2 separate regions of the Rattus norvegicus genome follow, and region 2 is linked to region 1. Evidence: chromatin contacts called from public Hi-C data. All regions are on one chromosome and are shown on one strand. Each heading gives the region's core, a stretch centred on a gene start, on an enhancer-like site or on the middle of the called end of the contact. The rest is flanking DNA. Distances are from core to core; before and after follow the strand shown. Region 1 overlaps Rbms1 (RNA binding motif, single stranded interacting protein 1). Region 2 holds the start of Rbms1 (RNA binding motif, single stranded interacting protein 1).

What was found. A called contact is a pair of places that touch in the nucleus more often than the background predicts.
Region 2: a Hi-C map of liver shows a contact between it and region 1, with 2.9 times the contacts expected there. The contact joins the promoter of Rbms1 here to the enhancer-like site in region 1. A contact is called at or near these places in 4 of 12 Hi-C or Micro-C datasets (kidney, liver and mammary epithelial cells).

The regions. Positions count from the first base shown.
Region 1 is chr3:65,769,179-65,771,909 of GRCr8, reverse strand. The region is part of intron 1 of Rbms1 (RNA binding motif, single stranded interacting protein 1); the gene reads left to right. Among named protein-coding and RNA genes, the nearest start is that of Rbms1, 58 kb to the left of the region's middle. Within about 2 kb of position 1,264, at least 6 of the 93 cell types and tissues checked have an H3K27ac peak or open chromatin away from gene starts, as enhancers often do. A contact at or near this core is called in liver, where this site is marked.
Region 2 is chr3:65,827,593-65,830,755 of GRCr8, reverse strand. Rbms1 (RNA binding motif, single stranded interacting protein 1) reads left to right here and starts at 1,743. Exons shown (of 14, transcript NM_001012184.1): 1 at 1,743-2,256. The coding sequence starts at 2,182.

The DNA of each region.
Region 1 (2,731 bases), core at 15-2,514:
CTGCCATTTGCCAGTCTGTTTTTTTTTTTTTTTAATGTAGGTATATGCTTGCTTTTGTTCACTCCTTAGGGGTCCCATCTAAACAGACCGAGAGTTTGAATGCAAGTTTCAGCTTAGAGAGTACTTCTTTTTTTTAAAAAAAAAAATTCCCATTTTAGGTTCCTCTAGCTAATCCATTTCCCGGTTTAGAAATAATATTCATGCTTATAATTTTATCTATTTAAATATTTTTCCAGCATAATTTCATGGTAGGGAAACAAAGCCATCTCCTCCACAGCAAACAAGATGTAGCACCGATCTACCCAGGCTTAGAATAGTTGAAAATCCTCCCACTGCTGCATTAATATTCATGACATAAAAAAGAAAAAGAAAAAGAAGAAAAAGAAAGGCAGCCTGTAGGTTGGGCAAAGGTGAGTTCTGGAATGGGCTTCCAGGATGGAAGCCTCGCTTAGGAGCTCAGGATTGCTTTGTTGAACACATCCTTTCTAGTGGTAGAAAGCATGCACTTCCAGGAACATATGCATTTCTGGGAACACATGCACTTCCGGGAGCCCATTACTCCATTAGCTCCTATTGTATTTATTTTAGTTGCCGGTGAGAATAAGGATGAGATCAATGCAGCAAGAAACCTGGAGGGTGAGCTTTGCAGGTCGTGACACTCAGAGATGTGTTCAGCCCCACGTAAACGTGAATGAAACTGGACCACTCAATCTTCCTAGTTGTTCCTTTCATTCAGAATAAAACTTTGAGGGCAAGTTGGGCAGTGGGGTTTAGAATGACACAGGGTAACAAATGGACTCAAAGCTTTGTGGCTTGAAACAATTGTCATTTATTATTTCTCACCAGGGGGAAGTTAGACCTTGTCTGGCTGTTCTGCCTGCATGGGCTGGGATGTGCCGGTGGGCCATATCCAGCCAGCTTACCGGGCCACATTCAGCAGGCAGCTCAAAGCTACGCGTGCTAGTGATGCGCTCCTTTACTTCTAGCTACATGGGATTCGGAAGCAGGAGAATTGCTTGCTTCTGGGAGTTCACTGCCAGCCTGGTCAACATGGCCATTGCCTGTCACAAATAAGCAAGCAAACTAGCACACACGGCCGAGTGCTTGCACGGGCTAGGAAGCCTATGTCACCGTTAATAGCTGGCTTATCTTGCTTTGCTGTTAGCTTTTCTCTCTCTTCACGCAGGTAGTCTGGTGTGTGTCACTTCTGCTGGCTTCGTTTCTTACCTGGTGGCTGGCTTCCAAGAGGAAGGGTTAAAGCTGCCAGGCACATGTGACTTTGTTGGTCAAAGGAGGCCACCATGCCAGCTGATACGGGCGCAGTGGTATGCCCGTATCATACCGCTGGGAGGAAGGAATCCACAGTGGCTGCTTGCAGATTACCTACTCAAGTTATTTCCATGTGTGGCCTAACCATTTTAGAGAAACTGCTAATTTTAACTTGCTGCTGCGAAGATTATGCAACCCACCTCAGTGGGTGCACTGCACAGGGGTCTTTATAAATCCAATAATATTGATCAAAACTCCTCCCCCAACCTGCTTGTGGTTATTTACACTTATTAAATAGTAGCTTGCTTCTGTGAGGGAATGTTGATTTATGTTTTGTAACTAAGCCTTTTGGATAATTTGATGAATGCATTCTTAATTGGGAGCAAATTTAGACAAAATTAATTTAGTCTAGACCAGGACCTACTTCTGGTGTTGCAGCATCATATCCTGGTCAGCCTCTTCTTGTTGTCCCTCCTATTTCCTGGAGGAATGATACAAGTTCGTTTTCTCATATTCGGGAATGGTCTTAAAAAAAACAAGTGTAAGTTTTTCGGCAGGAAACACAAAGTAAGGCTGGCGTCGAGAGCCCCAGGGAAACCAGGGTTACATGGTGAGACACCTCCCATCTTGAAAAATCCAAATTAATTAATTAGTTAATTAATCAAGCTGGACTTTCAACATGAAAAATCTCAACTACAAAGACTACTCTAAGGTTTGTTGAGTACAAATACTTAACATTACTAAATATAAAATGTGTTTTATTACTTATATATATTTAGTTCACTGAAGAAAGGAAGAGAGAGTAAGTTAGAGTATTAACATTCTGAGCACCTTTAGCAAGCTGTTTAACTTCAGGCCTTTCTTTTAATAAATGGAGAATAATTTATTCTCTGCCTACCTCAGTTTAATGAATAAAAAACTATTTAGGACCACACATAATATATAACTGGGTAACCAAAGTATTATGTGCAAAAAGTGAGAAATAAATTATTTAGATAGGGGATAAATAAATAAATGGATAGGCAGATGGACAGACACACTTAAAGGTGAATAGACAGATGATCTCCTTTCCAAAGGGCTTGATCTCATTACAGAATTTCCAATACTAGCCAAATGTGGTGATACATGCCTTTAATGGAGGCACTCAGGAAACAGAGGCAGGCAGATCTCTGAGTTCAAGGCCAACCTAGTCTTCATACCAAGTTATTAACTAAGCCACAGTGATGGTTTAAAATATGTCTAGCCATTTCTAGAGATGATTGGCCATAGCTAACTTTTTTTTCCCCCAACTCTGCTTTGTTCTACAAATTCTATAGAAAATTCTGGGTCAGGCTGAGCCTTGTTGGCTGAAGTTCAACCCCTTTCAATGTCTGTTCTGGGAAGGTTGCTGACACACAGAGTGACCACAGGATTCAGAACTGGGCTCCTTCTTTGAACTATGGTACCCTTTCCATGTCTTCCC
Region 2 (3,163 bases), core at 494-2,993, 58 kb before region 1:
AGAACAGTCTCTCTCACTCTGGCAATTTCCTGTGTCCAAACCTAGACTGAGTTCTTTCTCAACTTATTTCTCTTCAGTCAGTCACCCCTTCCAAACCATTATTCCTAGACTCTCTGGGTCCCCCCCCCCCCCACACACACAGCATGCTAGTGACTTCGTTACTTAAGAACCAAAGCACTCTCGTATGGAAGCAATATGAGGAACACTTTCAGCTCACCTCGTCAGACACTGGACCACTCTAACCTGCAGGTTGGCATTAATCTCCACAGTGCCCAGCATGTGACAGAAACTCAGTAAATCTAATTTCCTCGTGAGATTCTGTATCGATGAATGAGGAAGTACACGAGTCACCTCCTGACGTGTCCAAATTGTCTTCACATGAACTACAACTATTTTATTTTATTTTTTTCAAGAAAAAATGTACAGCCCAGAAACTTGTCTAAATCATATAAAGATAAGGGTTCCAGCCCACTGTGTTTATCATTTTTAAAGCCTGTCTTAAAATATAATCATATAAAGATCTGATTACTGAAGAAAATCATGCATTCCTGTTTGACTGGATTTACCTTGCACTGAGAAGTGACCAAAAACCAAAACCAAACAAACAAAAAACAAGAAAACAAAACAAAGCAACCGAGTTCGATTCAATAAATGTTTTTCTCCTAGTCTTTTATCAGCCGGGCAAGGACATCAACTTAGGGACATTCTCTTCCCCATCCTATTGTACATCTCATATTGTCTCTTTTTTAGCTAGAATATAAAAGTCTTCTGCAGGCAACTTCAGGGACCAATTAACTCCATTAAATTATATCCAGTTATGTAGTGAACTGAACCGCTGCTCGTCTGGGGCTGTCTAGAGCTGAGACAATTAGGAGACGGAGAGAAGCAGAAAGGGAGATTGATTTTATGTGTCACTGAAACACACTGCAACAATATGCCAGCGTGACTTTCAAAATGGCCTTAAAATATTCCAAACTCAGGGAGTTTCCTTGCTCCTGAGTGGGAGTTGACAGACTGTCTGGCAGCATTAGAAAAGGCAGGGAGAAACTGATGTCTATATTGTGTCCTCTAATAACATTCTTCCTCTTTTTGGCATCTTTCCCTTAGAAGGACCCGCTAGTTTGGTGTGTGTGTGTGTGTGTGTGTGTTTGTGTGTGTGTGTGTGTTTGTGTGTGTGTGTGTGTTTGTGTGTGTGTGTGTACACGCAAAGAGCATGGTTTCACATCTGGGAAAACCAAACCGAAGGACACTAACCTTCCCAAGGTCACTTAGAAAATTAGTGCTGTGACCTGGTGTGTGGGTGGAACAGAACCCAGGTGTCCTGGCTCCAGCTTTGTGATTGGACATTAAAGCATTTTCCTTTGTGGGGAGAAAAAAAAAATCACCGGTCCGGGAATTTGGGGGAAGTGAGAGATTAATCAGATTTCCTCTTTCCCTCTTTCCCTCCCTCCCTCCCCCACTTACGAAGATTAAAAACTCAGGAAAGCTAGAGGTGCCTTCTCGGCAGTTATTAAGCAGGGTCTACCAAACCTATTCCCACCCTGGACACAAAGCGATCGCCGCTCCCAGAGATTCTGTGCGTCCTCTTGAGAGCCTAGGAGGTGAGGAGTGGTGGAAAGTCAGCCCTCACCTCCAGCGGGTCCCGGGCTCGGCGGCGCCCAAGCCCCGCCCCCGGCCGCCCTTCCCCCGCGGCCTCGGCAGCCAGCCCCTCTCCCCTCTCGCTGTCGGGCGCACCCACCCCAGATGCCGCCTGGCACCAAGCGCAGCCGCCGCCGCCGCCGTACTTTCCACTTGTATTGATCACTCGTAGCTGGGCTCAGCCTGCTCCCGGAGCGCAGCGCGGCCAGAGCGCCAGCCCTTGGCAGCTCGGGCACAGTCGGGCTCCCAGAGGAAACTCCTTGGGAGCGCCCTGTCCGGGGTGTCCTCTGCGCTCTGCAGTGTCTTTCTGTCTGCCTGGAAGGAGGAGGAGGAGAAGGAGGAGGAGGAAGAGCAGAAGGAGGAGGAGGAGGTGGAGGAGGAGGACGTCGTCTGGTCCCGGTTGGGAGGTGGAGCAGTGGCAGCAGCAGCCGCCGAGGCAGCCGCCGCCGCCGCCTCCGGAAAGGGAGAGGCAGGAGAAAGAGATCGGGACTTGGAAAACCTAAAGTGTCTTCGACCCTGCACGGCAGGCTTCCTTCCAGCTTCATGGGCAAAGTGTGGAAACAACAGATGTACCCTCAGTACGCCACCTATTACTACCCCCAGTATCTGCAAGCCAAGGTAAGGAGGCGCGGGGAAGGGTCGCCAAAGGAGGGGACCGCGGAGGCGCGCGCCGGGCCGGGCTGGGGAGGGGCGCACGGCGACCCTCCCGCCTCTGGGCACAAGTGCTGGGGTTGCTAACTATAGCGCTGGCCTGGGCAGAGCCAGGCTGTGCGCGGGGCGGCGGCTTCCCGGGGAGCCGATCGCGGCGATCGGGTTACAGAGAGTAGCGGGGGGGAGCGACTAGACAGGAAAGGACCGCTGGCCCCTTCCTGGCCGGCGAGGAGGAAAGGGTCTCGCGGCCTCACGGCTCCCCCTCGTCCAGCCCGGGCTGGCGGCCGGCCGATGCTTGGGGCCCGCGGCAGGACCTGCTGGCGGCACGGCTTTCAGACCTCTCCAGGGCCTCGCCCTGCGGGCAGTAACTGTGGGGTCCCCTTGAGTGGCGCGCAGCCCCCCGCCCCGCCCCGCCCCGCCCCGCCCCACAGGACTACCCTCCAGCTCCCGCGCGCGCGACGAAGGTGGCTGGAGGGGGCCGGGACGGTCTCCTCCCCGCCTTGGGCCCTGTGCGCCCGCCCCTCGCCTCTGATCTTTGTGCGGTGTGGCACTTCACCTGGTTACTGATTTCCACTTTTACGCTGGTGTTTTGGGTAGAGAAGTGGCCAAAGTTCACTCTGCATTCATTGATATCCCCTTTAATCTTCTCTGTAGCTTTTACATGGGAGGGACAATGGACAGATTTCGATGCATAAAAAGAAGTGACTTTGTATTTACTTTTCCTTTTTGGTTGTTGTTTTTAAACCGCCTTGAGTGTGTACCAGAGAGTGATTTCCAATTCTGCTCAAAAGTGGCACAGTCTTGGGTAAGGACCGCTGATGACATGTAGGCAGGCAAATTGTGCCTGGCTTTCCAGGGACCCTGGGCACTTTGT